Regions from separate parts of the Mus musculus genome. Here region 2 is linked to region 1. A link is a contact called in public HiChIP or PLAC-seq data. All regions are on one chromosome and are shown on one strand. The core of a region is the stretch at or near the end of the contact, and the rest is flanking DNA. Distances in the headings are between cores, read along the strand shown.

What was found. HiChIP or PLAC-seq counts read pairs in DNA pulled down with a chosen protein or histone mark.
Region 2: an H3K27ac HiChIP or PLAC-seq map of the NIH/3T3 cell line shows a contact between it and region 1, with 11 times the contacts expected there. The contact joins the promoter of Hmgxb4 here to the enhancer-like site in region 1. A contact is called at or near these places in 8 of 39 promoter capture datasets (the 3T3-L1 cell line, cranial neural crest, embryonic stem cells and 5 more) and 7 of 115 datasets of contacts at active chromatin or transcription factors (the NIH/3T3 cell line, extraembryonic endoderm stem cells, large pre-B cells and 4 more).

What each region holds. Positions count from the first base shown.
Region 1 is chr8:73,286,296-73,292,209 of GRCm38.p6, reverse strand. The region is part of intron 1 of Large1 (LARGE xylosyl- and glucuronyltransferase 1); the gene reads left to right. Among named protein-coding and RNA genes, the nearest start is that of Large1, 64 kb to the left of the region's middle. Within about 2 kb of position 1,354, at least 56 of the 459 cell types and tissues checked have an H3K27ac peak or open chromatin away from gene starts, as enhancers often do. A contact at or near this core is called in the NIH/3T3 cell line, where this site is marked.
Region 2 is chr8:74,992,157-74,997,970 of GRCm38.p6, reverse strand. Hmgxb4 (HMG box domain containing 4) reads right to left here and starts at 4,321. Exons shown (of 11, transcript NM_178017.2): 1 at 4,222-4,321.

The DNA of each region.
Region 1 (5,914 bases), core at 105-2,604:
CAGGAGAGCCCATCTTTCAGGGCCAGGAACAAGCACCTCCAGAGCACAGTGGGAATCCAGGGCTATAAGGATGTTCTGGTAAGTTGGAAGGTTTTCCCCTAGAGCCAGGTAGCCATCTAGGAAAGGAAGGGGTGGGGTAACCTAGAAGAATAAGGGAGGGTACTCTCTTTTTCTTATAGGCTAGTGTTAGACCTTAAATTTACTTTGTACCCTAATCTGCATGGTGAGGTTTGCTTCCACTGCTAGTATTTTTTTTTGCTACAGATTTGGCCTGGTTAGAGGGTTGGGTAGTGGTGGGAGAGGCAGTCAGGGTGGAGGAAACCACTTTCTGTGCAGCTTGAGTTAGCCCTGCATAAGTGTTGGACTTGTGATCTCACCCCACTTCCCCTGCTTACTTCTTCTGAAATGTACTTAGAGCTTTAGAGTACTACCTTCAGAGTCTGGTTGCTCAGCATTAGGAGACTCCTTAGAGCTGAGCTCAGGCCTGGCGTCCACCCACTGGAGGCATTGTTAACAACTTATATCTTTAACGAGTACTTGCTGTATGTTAGGAGTGGGTTCCAGGGATGGCAAAGACCTAGTCCATACTTACAGGTACACACTCTAATAGCTCTTAACAATGATAAATAAGAATGACTGGTCAATTTTATTGAGTCTTTGCTGCTTGCCAAGCACTGTGCTAATGATTTGCCTGTGTCTCATCATTCCTGTACTCTTTACAACAATCAGAAGGGAAAGCTTTCATTAGTAATCACGTTTTACAGATGGAGCATTGGGGTTTGAAAAGAGGACATAGCTTCAAGAGGTCAGGGAGATGGCAATGAGCATAGGCCAAAGACAGGAGTTATGCTGGACAGCTGTCTGCAGAAAATATTCTCTCCACCAATACGATGCTGCCTTGTATGGTGGAAGGAACTTGCTGTGGCCGATAAACCAATGGGGAAGGAGAAGAAAGTTGGCCTCTTGAGTGTTGTATTTATAGAGAAAAACTAGGAGAGGCTTCCCAGAAGAGATGACTGCCTACGTTTAGAGTGCATGACCAGGAGTATGCTTTAAGGGGTCAGCAAGAACCCAGAGTAGAAAGCACAGGCCTGTTTGGAGATCTGAAGGTAACAGTCTATGCTGGGATACAAAATAGGAAGGAAGGCATCCACCATGCTGGGGAGAACTCTTAAGAGTAGCATCCAAACTATCTTCCAATTCCGTAGTCACTAGCCACCTGTGACTCCTTTAATGAATTAAATTAAATTACATTAAAAATCTGCTTCCTTGGTCTCTGTGGCCACATGCAGTGAATGACTACTGAAGTGGAGGGCCCCTGTGTGGAATTTTGTGTATTGTCCCCAGAAGTTCTATTGGACAGTACTAGGCTGACTCATTTCCGTACTTGTCACACATCTGCTAGGCTTCACTTGCTGTTCCCTGGCTGTCAAGAATGCAAAGTTCCAGGGGATTTGTTCTGGTGGGATCCTGTGTACTGCCTGACTATCCCTGCAGTGGGGGATTGGAGTGTGTGTGTGTGTGTGTATTCACACATGTGAACAATGTGCACTTGCTCCAAAGGTGAATGTTAGTGAAATTTTTAAAACAGTACTTTTCAGGTCAATATATAAAGCAATCCCCCAAATATATCATTTTCCCTGTAAGCTTGAGAGAGCTGCTAGTTTCATTAAAAAGGCTGTGGTAAATCTATTTTTAATTTTATTTTTTTATTAAAAACACCTTACTGCTCAAGATCATAATCCCTAACTGAATAATAGGTGTCATTTTAGAGTTTCAAATAGCCAGCGCAATGCACACGCTGGAGCTTCTTAAGAAATGGGATTTGGTACTTTACATTATTGTAGGGACAAAAATAGGGCAAAAAGCTTTTCCTTTCTACGTCAAGTACAAGATTCTGACTTTGCACATGGTGAGAAGCCATTTAGCAGTATAAAAGGGATTTTTATTTAGATAATGGTAACCTTGTTTGATTTTACAAACTTTGTTTTGTAAGAGGAACCTGACTCTCTTTGAAGCCCTGTAGGCAGTTGTTAAATATTTCAGACTTTATTTGTGGCCAAGAGATTCAGTTTGAAAGACTTGTGATTCACTCCTACATTTTGAAATGATTCGTCACTATTTTGGAATCTGTGATTTCTGTTTGAGTCCTGATTCTCTCTGTCTCCTTATATCTGTGGCATCTCTTGATGTTCTAGCTTAGCATTCACTTTTGCTCTGGATGGGCTGTGGTCACTTCCTCCCAGGGACTTAAGAGAAGATGGTACAGGGCTCTGAGAAGGACAATGATGATTGTTCTGTCTCGTGTTTGGCATAAGGATTACACAAGACCTGGTCAGAGTCATAAGATAGTGAGCTATGTTTATAAAGGAGGAAGGTTTTCTTTTGGTTCTCAGGTCAGCAATGGGAAAGGCATGTGGGCTGGAACAAGTCCTGTCCAGGTTGGTAAAATCACCTGGCTAGGTTTGCTCCTAACTCTGTACTGGGAAGCAGAGGACTCCAGCCAGAATCCAGGCTGTACTATATAACCTTTAAGGTCCACCCCAGCAAACTGACTCCCTTGTTTCCACTTCTCAAAGGTTCCACAGCCTCCCCAAACAGTACCACCATCTGGGGAGGGACCAAGTATTTAAACATGTGACATCCAAATCATAACAGAGAATAAAGTGATCAAGAACAAGAGTGCTGGGCATATCAGACCTTGTCTGACAGGGATTTACAGATCATAAGCCATTAGATTTTTGTCTGTTTGTTTTAAAGGGTAATTTAGGTTGAGTTTTCTCTCTTTGATGGAAAAATCTGCCCTCTAAGAAACTTCTCAAAACTAATTTAGGGTATCTGCCAGGGGGAGGCTTGGGTAGGGATGGAATTTATATATGCTGCTCACTTCTCACCTAGGGCTGCTGTAGGAATGCTGGATGGCAAATATCCAAAAGCATATTAGAAACAGTATATTACTGGATACCATTGAGAAAAGAAAAGGGAATCTCTTAGACCATATTTTTACTTTTCTTGTCAGAGAGTCCTAACAGTTTTCATTCATAGATCAAAGCTGGAGTGAGAGATTAAATTGTATTATTCTCAGCATTTTAAGAGCTAGCCTTCAAAACCAGTTTTATATGTATACTGCTATGAAATAGTCTTATAGTTTGTAAAGCCACAACAGACTATTAATTTTTAGGACCAATTTTGCTGTCGCAATCAAAATGCTTTATTGTGGGACTTCTCTTAATTTGCCTAGACTTTAAGGTTTTGGATGTTCACTTGGTGAATTTAGATGCCAATTTGGTGATATTCTTGTCAAATTACTTTAAAGCTGGATAGAATGTTAAGGCCGGTCTGTGTGGATGCATGCTTTTCCTATGTTAGTTAGCATTGTTTCAACCCTCTTCGTCATGGAAGCTGTTTCTCTGGGCCATGGATTGTCCCATAATGATTTTATAATCCATCAGTGAACAGAATAAACAGACTCCTAAATCCTATGCAACAGAGAGTGCTTGGACTTTGTATGAATCCAGGTCTCCCCTGCTCACTCACTGCAGCAGGTGATTGCCATGGGTCAGTAAGGGTCACGGTTCTCTACAGTGATGTATGTGCCAGGGCCTCATACCTGGCTGGCAGGCAGTAATCATTTTTCTTCTCACTCGTGTGAATGGGTTAGTTTAAGGCAAGTCATTCTGGCTCCAGGGGAATTAAGACTTTTATTAAATAATCAATGGATCCCTTCCAGCATTCATCGTCTCATTCTTTGCGTGAGTAATCTTGTTCTTAGTAGATGTGATTGATGCTTTTGTGATCTGTGGGAATCTTGGTATGAGTAGCTTATTCTCTGTTGATATGCTAAGATGAGGGCATTCTCTCAGCTCCAGTCCTTCTTTCTACTCAGCATGTGCAGTACAAGGGAGGACCATCCCTCAGGTGCCCAGGCCAGCACCCTTTTCCTCTCCCATGAGATGCTTTGTTTGTCTTCATGGTAGGCCTGTTGTCTGGGCTATTTCTGAAGCTGCTGCTGGAGGACTGGATGTCCGTGCTTCCTCCCCAGCATGACATGGATATTTCTGTTCGGAGAGTAGTTTATTCCTTTCATTTTCCTCCCTTCCTTGATGCAAATAAAAGCCATGGGGAACTGTCATGGCAAGATGGATGGTATTAATTCTATAATACTATCAGTGACATCTAGAAGCCTTCCAAGGAGAGACAGGGGCACTAGATACTACTCAGAAGAACTGCTGGCAGCTAGAGTCCACCCCTTAGTGGGATGTGCTGTTCTAGAATGTTTCTCAATTTAGCTGCCAAAGGTGTTTCATTAAAGCAAACTATTGATTGATTGATTGACTGATTGATTGATTTATATTTGAAACAGGGTCTCATGTAGCTCAGGCTCACTTCAAACTTATTTCATAGCTGAGGTTAGACTCCTGAGCCTCTTGTCTCAATCTGTCTAGTGCTGGGACTTTTATACAGTGCTAAGCATCAAACCCAGTGCTTTTAGTATGTTTGGCAAGCATTGTACCAACTAAGTCATATCCCTAGCTCAAGTAAACACAATAATAATAATGATAATGATAATAAATTGTCTATCCTACTGTTCTACAAATGAATGAAAATAGAGTAGAGGAGAGTCTGGCAGATATGGTCTTAGCATAGAATGTAAGAGAACCTTACATTCAAGTTGGGCGATAAGAGAGAATACTGGGTAGTGATCAAGAGCAGGAGTCTGCAAACTGTGAGCCACTTTGCCTTCCTGAGCTTTTACATTGTGAACAGTTTCAACACTGAAAGAATACTATTTTCAACACTGAAAGAATACTATTTTCTATCATGAGGAAATGACAAATGATTTAAATTTCACTGTCTACCAATAAAGCCTTGCAGGCCCATAACAACACATATTGCATCTTCTGTACCCATGTGCCTACCACTTCATTCAGCTTGCATAGCTACAGTTGAGACTGTACAGCAGGCAGAGCTTCAAGGATTTACAACCTGACCTTTTCCATAATGTTTGCTGACTCCTGCATGGATGTGTGGAACCTTCCTGCCCTAAGGCTACACGGAAAACGAACAACATTTGTTCAGTGCTGGCCAGGGCCACTATGCTGCTCTTTCAGGTGACTGTCCCCTTCCTTCAGTTGTCCTTATCGACACTGTGCTGCCACCTGTGGATGCTAGAGGTGGGCGTTCTCACCTGTGTCCAGTTTCCTGGGGTGGGGTTGACCTCTCTCTTGGGCTCAGGTGTTCTTAGTAACCCTCACTTGCTCAGGAAGTTTTTCCGATTTACAAAGGCTTTTCATGTCGCCGCCTTTGTTCACAGTTGGTTTTCATTTTTCACATGTTATCTTCTGCTGGTCTATTCCTATAAGTTAGCCCTTCTTAAGGGTGTTATGGACAGGTATATGAGTGTTTGTTATTACAAATTCACAATCTTGTTGAAATTTATTCTTTCTTCTATCTCTCTCCCCCTTCTCCCCACCTTTTCCTCACCCCCTGAAATCTATTCTCCTCTCTTCTCTTTTCCCCCCTTTCTCTCCCCTCCCCTCTCCTTTCCACTCCTTCTTCTCAGTGTTACAGAAAACCCTGTGGTTTTTGACATGGCCATCACAGGATTTCCCATGTTCAAACAGTGTTGATGGGGCCTGGCTGAGAATTTGTACCTTTTGGTTTAAGGGAGTGTGGGGGTTTGATTAGTAATGGCTTGTATAGAATCATGTGGTTGAATGCTTGGCTAGTGTGAAGTGGCACTACTAGTAGGTCTGGTTTTGTTTGAGGAAGTGTGTCACTTGGAGGTGAGCTTTGAGGTCTTTCTTATATGCTCAAGCAACATCAATGTGGCACAGTCTCATTCTGCCAACTGTGGATGAAGATGTAGAACTCTTAGCTCTAGCATCATGTCATCAGCCTGCACACTGCTGTG
Region 2 (5,814 bases), core at 3,072-5,571, 1.7 Mb before region 1:
AGCAGTGGCTCTCGATCTGTAGGTCAGGCAATCCCTTTGGAGGCAGGGGTGTCAAACAATCCTTTCACAGGGGTTGCCCAAGACCATCAGAAAACGCAGATATTCAGTCGTAACAGTAGCAAAATTACAGTTATAAAGGAGCAACCAAAATAGTTTTATAGTTGGGTGTCACTGCCACATGAGCAACTGCATTAAAGGGCGTCATAGCATTAGGAAGGCTGAGAACCACTGATTTAAAGCTTTTGTAGCATTCAAGTTCAAATGTCTGGATTGACTTTGAAGGTGATAAAGTTATAAATTGCACTCTAAAGTAAATCCTTAAAGCACCTTAAGGACAGAAAATATTTGCATAGTTTTTCTTTTTTGAGACAAGGTCTTACTATGTAGCAGCTCTGACTGGCCTAGAACTCACTGCTTTGCAGGATATCTGAAATAACTAATTTGAAAATGTTCTCATTCAGTCAAGTGCTTAGAAGTTAATCTAATTGGTAATTTAATTTAACCTTCACTATAATAAATGACTTTAGGATGACTGAAGGTCAGTTCTGTAACATTATTCCGCCCTTCAGATAGGTGTGGAGAAAACAGAAGCACAGAGTTTGTGGGAAAGAAAACACGAGCTGATTAACGGGAAATTTTCATGACTTAATGGTTAAGAGTTTTAATTTAGTGAGGCTTGCTGGTGAATACCCTTAGTCCCAGCACACAGGAGTCAGCATGTCAGGGGCATGTGGTTCTCTGTAAATCTCAGGCCAGTCTGCTCTACATGAGTTCCAGGCCAGCCAGGGCTCCCAAGTGAGACCCTGTCTCAAAACAAAACAACAAATGTTTCTTTAAAAGCCACATAAATACAATGCACAGGTAGGCCAAAGTTGACAATACAAAGAAAAGCACTGTTATGATTTTCAAAGTCTGAGAATTACAAAATGTGAAATGAAGGAATTTGTTCAAGGTAAGGGAAGCTGGAGGGAAGTAAATCTACATGAAGCCAATTGTTTAAAGAGCTGGCATGCTGGTTGCTCACAGGGCTTTTCTCATGAAATGAAGAAAATGTAGGGTCAGGCCTCATGTAAGAATGTAAGGTGACAAGATATACATGGCCATTTTTTCCTGTTTTAGTGTTTAATTACTACACTTTCTTAAATAGAAACTGTTCTTCACTTCCAACCCCTCGATATTAACTTAAAAGGGAGTGAAGGTGGGCCACTGAAAATGATATGCACTCATTTAAAGACAACAATTTTGCCAAGTGGCACACACCTTTAATTCCAGCACTTGGAAGGCATCGACAAGTGGCTATCTTGTGAATTCAAGGCCAGCCTGATCTACATAATGAATTCCAGGGCTAGAGAGAATCTCTCAAACAAAACAATGGCAATATTCTCACTAGTTCAAAAATGATGAGTTTATTAGAAAGCCATACAGGTGATCTTGGCTTTCACAAGCTGACACTAAGTAAAATAACTTTAGATTGAAGTTTCAGGCTTTTCGTACCTGATGAATTTTGGCATAGAATTCCTGAGAAATAATGCCCCGCTCCTCCCCAGTCCAACCACATCCTTATTTAGTCTCATAATACATCCATCAGTCACTGGTCAAACACCAATACACTTTTAAACATAAGTAATGGCAGGCCAGAGACTCATAAACAGCTTTCCCCCTTGAGAACATTACAAGTAATATAAGATACAATTAGGCAATGTCTTATTGGGTTGGAAGCCAGCTGAACTTTTTACTAGGTGTGAAAAGTTATTTCTTGACTGCTGTGAAAAATTAGTACATTTTAAAAAGGTTTGGAAACATAAAATTAGGGAATGCTCCTGAAGGCAGGTCAACACAGACGTGCTGGCTTTCTGTATTAGGACTACGCCTGCTACTACCAGAACTTTCTTAAAATAAAGACCAGGGACTGGTGAGATGTCTCAGTGGTTAAGAGCACTGATTCCTCTTCTGAAGGTCCTGAGTTCAAATCCCAGCAACCACATGGTGGCTCACAACCATCCATAATGAGATCTGACACCCTCTTCTGGTGTGTCTGAAGACAGCTACAGTGTACTTACATATAATAAATAAATCTTAAAAACAAACAAACAAACAAACAAACAAACAAAGACTAGATGCTTGTAGGAAAAGTGAGTGAACCCTGAACACAAGTCCAATATGTAGGGCAGCCCAGAACCTGAGAAATACTATGGAATATTCCCAGGATGGGCAGACTGATGGGCCCTAAATGGTGGCTGCCTCACAAGAAAAAGACAGTACCAGGGAGGGGGAAAAGGTCTCAAGCAGCAGTGTGAAAGAAAGCAGAGTTCAGGAGCATTCATACAAGATTAGATGAACACTATGTCTCAAATTAAATTGAGGGCTCAGGGGTAGAAAGTAAATTGGGAGAGTTAATGAAGATCAAAAATTTAGGTTTGATTTTCACATCAGAAAACAACTACATCAAATGTTAGCAAACACAAAACAGGTGCTAAAACCCATTCTCTTGAATTCCATAATTTTGGAGTTTACAAAATTCTATGCTGTCAACTTCTTGGGGCAGGATAATCTTACAGTTAGTGTTTGTCTTAGTGTGCAAAAACATGACAGCATAGAAAAGCTCATTCATTGTTTAATACTGTTTATGCCATTATAGATAGCGAATGCTTAGAAAACGTGAACACCGTGGCTCGGCTCTTCCAAGGCTTTTCTTCAGGGTATAAGAAAGGAGAAGCAGGCTGTTAATTCCACTTGAAAATAAAACTTCAGCACAGGCTTTTGGGATAACAAGTAATTATGAAAAAAGTTAAAATCTTCAAAGGTAGAATTTTGTTATTTTGGAAATTCAAAGCGTTAACTATAAAAAAAGTTTCAGAAACTAAGTTTTTGGAGGTAATCTCAGTTCCAGCAATCGCTAATCGTTATCATCATCCCAGAACAGATCGGAGAATTGAAAAAGAAAGAAAATCCACCCAGTAAACTGGGCAAGGAAGGTCTGTCTCCTCCAGACGGGAGTTTCCTCCAAGGCTGTTTTTAGGAACTTAGATTGCCAGTCCATGCAGTCAAAGGAAGAAACACATCCAGCTGTTGGCAGATTCTGATATTTTGTTGCTACTTCTAGGATAGCACAGGTGAATTCTTACTTCAGTGGGTTTCCTTCCTTCTTGGATCTGTTGGAGTTCTTGCCACACCCTTTTCCAAGGACCCACCTATGCAGCACTCCAGCCCCTGCCAGCTTCGCAACTTGCAGAGATCTCCATAGCCAGAAAGGCGCACTGAATCTTCTCACTGCAATGCTAACTGGAACCACGACCACTGCACAGATTGGCTGATAACATACTCGGTTCCACGAGTTCAGCGATCCAAATTTTGACAAGCCATAATCAACAGGCTTTACTTTGGATGCAGTTTTTAAAAATGTATTTTGCTACGAGGGTATAGAATCAGCCAGTACTGGAAACAAGGGTGGGGTGGGTGGGTGGTAGACATATCTTGTCTGCTATATGATATAAACTAAAGTGAACCTACAAGTAGTGGTTGTGGAGGGGGAAATGGGCCTGTATGGAGATGACTCCAATTAAGAAGGCATGTTCAAACTGAGTCGCACGCAAAGAACACACACAATACGAGATCGTTTATCCATACAGTCCCCAAGACCACCGTTCCCGGGGTCCCCGCTGTGATAACCTCGGCAGGTCTGCTGCAACCGCTAGTTCAACAAAGCTCTGCGCAGCGCAGGAAGCTCCGGGCATCCTCTCCCGCTCGCCGCTCACCGCGCGCCCAGCCCTCCCGCCCGCCGGCCCGGGACCTCTCTTCCTGACAGCCCCAGGTAGCCCGCGCCCCGGCTCCCATGCCGCGCTCCGCCCGACCCGTGTTCCCACGTCCCGTCGGCCTCCGGCGCCCCGGAGCGCCCAGACAGCGGCGCAGGGGGAGGGGCGGCGCGGGCCGCGGGTCCCTGGGGCGGCCGCACGCCCCCTCCCGGCCCCGCAGCTTTCCCGCCTTCCCCGTTTGAACAGCTCCCGCCGCCTTCCTCCTGCGGCCCGCTCGAGCCCCTTCCCCGGGGCGGCTGCAGCCGCTACTCCAGTTCCCGGCTTGGCCCCCGAGCTAGGCCGCGGCGGGCCTGAAGCGCCTCCCGGACGGTGTCGGGGGGCCGGAGCGGTGGGCGGAGGCCGGGCGGGGCCGTTGCCGCCCCGGGGTGGGGGTCCGGACGGGTCTGGTGGGGGCTCCGCTCGCCGCTACCTTCACTCGGCTCGCTCGGATCCCGCCTCAGCGCCGCCGACGGCCGCCATCTTGGAGAAGGAGAGAAAAGCGCGAGCAACAAGGGCGCCTCAGTCGAGCCCAGAGCGCAGACTCCTACTGCAGCGGGGCTACCGCGCCGGCGAAAGAGCGTCGAGCGCATCGAATAAACCTGCTTGTTGAGCGCGGTCGCGGTACCGTTTGAGAATACACTCCTCCGTTGCAGGTTTAGTCTAGAAATCTCTTCTCGGTCTAAACAAATAATTTCAAAAGTCTCCTGTTTATTCTTCAATAAAAATATCTTTCTGTAAAGAAATTGCGAATAAAAAATATCAGGCAATTAGATTAATGTAGCCAAACACCTGCCCCAACCCAAAGTCTTTACAGCTCCGTAAACTTCTATGCAATTAGAACAGTCGTTCTGAAGCAATGGAGCTTGGCTTTGGATTTTATACGTTCACTGTCAGTTACAATTTTATGTACTTATCTACCACGTGCTTATACAAACCTCGAAAATTTCATGACAGACTTAAAATTAGACAATTAGCTTTGTATTCTCTTTTAGGAACTCATGGGTCCTTCTCCGCAATCTCGGTCCTTTCTGGTCACCTAATAGTAGCCCTTCTTGTTCTCCTTTTACCCCTAAATCTTTTGTATTTAAGACAGAATGTTATGCTGTTTATTTCAAGACAATCTGTTCTTTGCCGGACTCAGAGCGATAAGGGTTAATAGCCGTATTTATTTGTAATTTAGCATTTACATCTGGAGAGTAGCCCAGGTGAAGTGGAAGACCATACACTTGTAAGACAAGCTGTTTTCTCACCAAATTATTACACCGCTCACACCAATTTTTGTTTAAGTGTTAAGAGGACTGGTGAATTGGTTCAGTGGGTTAAAATATTTTACACCAAATCTCTGGGTATGTGTTTGACACCGGAAATTTACATGGTGGAAAGAGAGAACTGATTCATGCAAGTTTGACTGCCACAGGAATGTCCCCTAAAAACACACAAAATGGAAATAAATAAGTTACTCTTTCTCTAAGAAACAGGAGAAAACAGTTTCTTCTGATTTATTGAGGAGAACTCAATAAATCAATAGCATTTACAATTTCCAGAGCCTGGTTTAATATAAAGACTCTGTTTTTGTAGCATAGTGTAAGTATATAATAGCCTTCTGTGTGAACAGTGCTCACTCCATCAGGGCAACCAGAAGCTGGTGCCCTCCTCACTGAAAAGACCCAGCCTTCATCTGCTCTAGGGAGGAATTTCTCTTCTGTTTTGCTTTGTCAAAGTCACAGGAGGTAGGCAGTTTTGGCGGGAGGGATGGGTGGAGGAAGCAGCCCTGGCTGTCCTGGAACTCATTATGTAGACAAGGCTTGCCTGAAATTCACAGAAATCCTCCTGCTTCTGCCTCCTGAACACTGAGATTAAAATCATGCACTACTATTAATTCTTATATATAAATATAATTAGATCATGTTCCCTCTTTTCAACCCTTTCCATTTATTTCTCTCAAATTCATGGCCTCTATTTCTTTAACTGTTGGTGTGTGTGCACATGCTCATAGAAGCCAAAGGAATACACCAGATTTCCT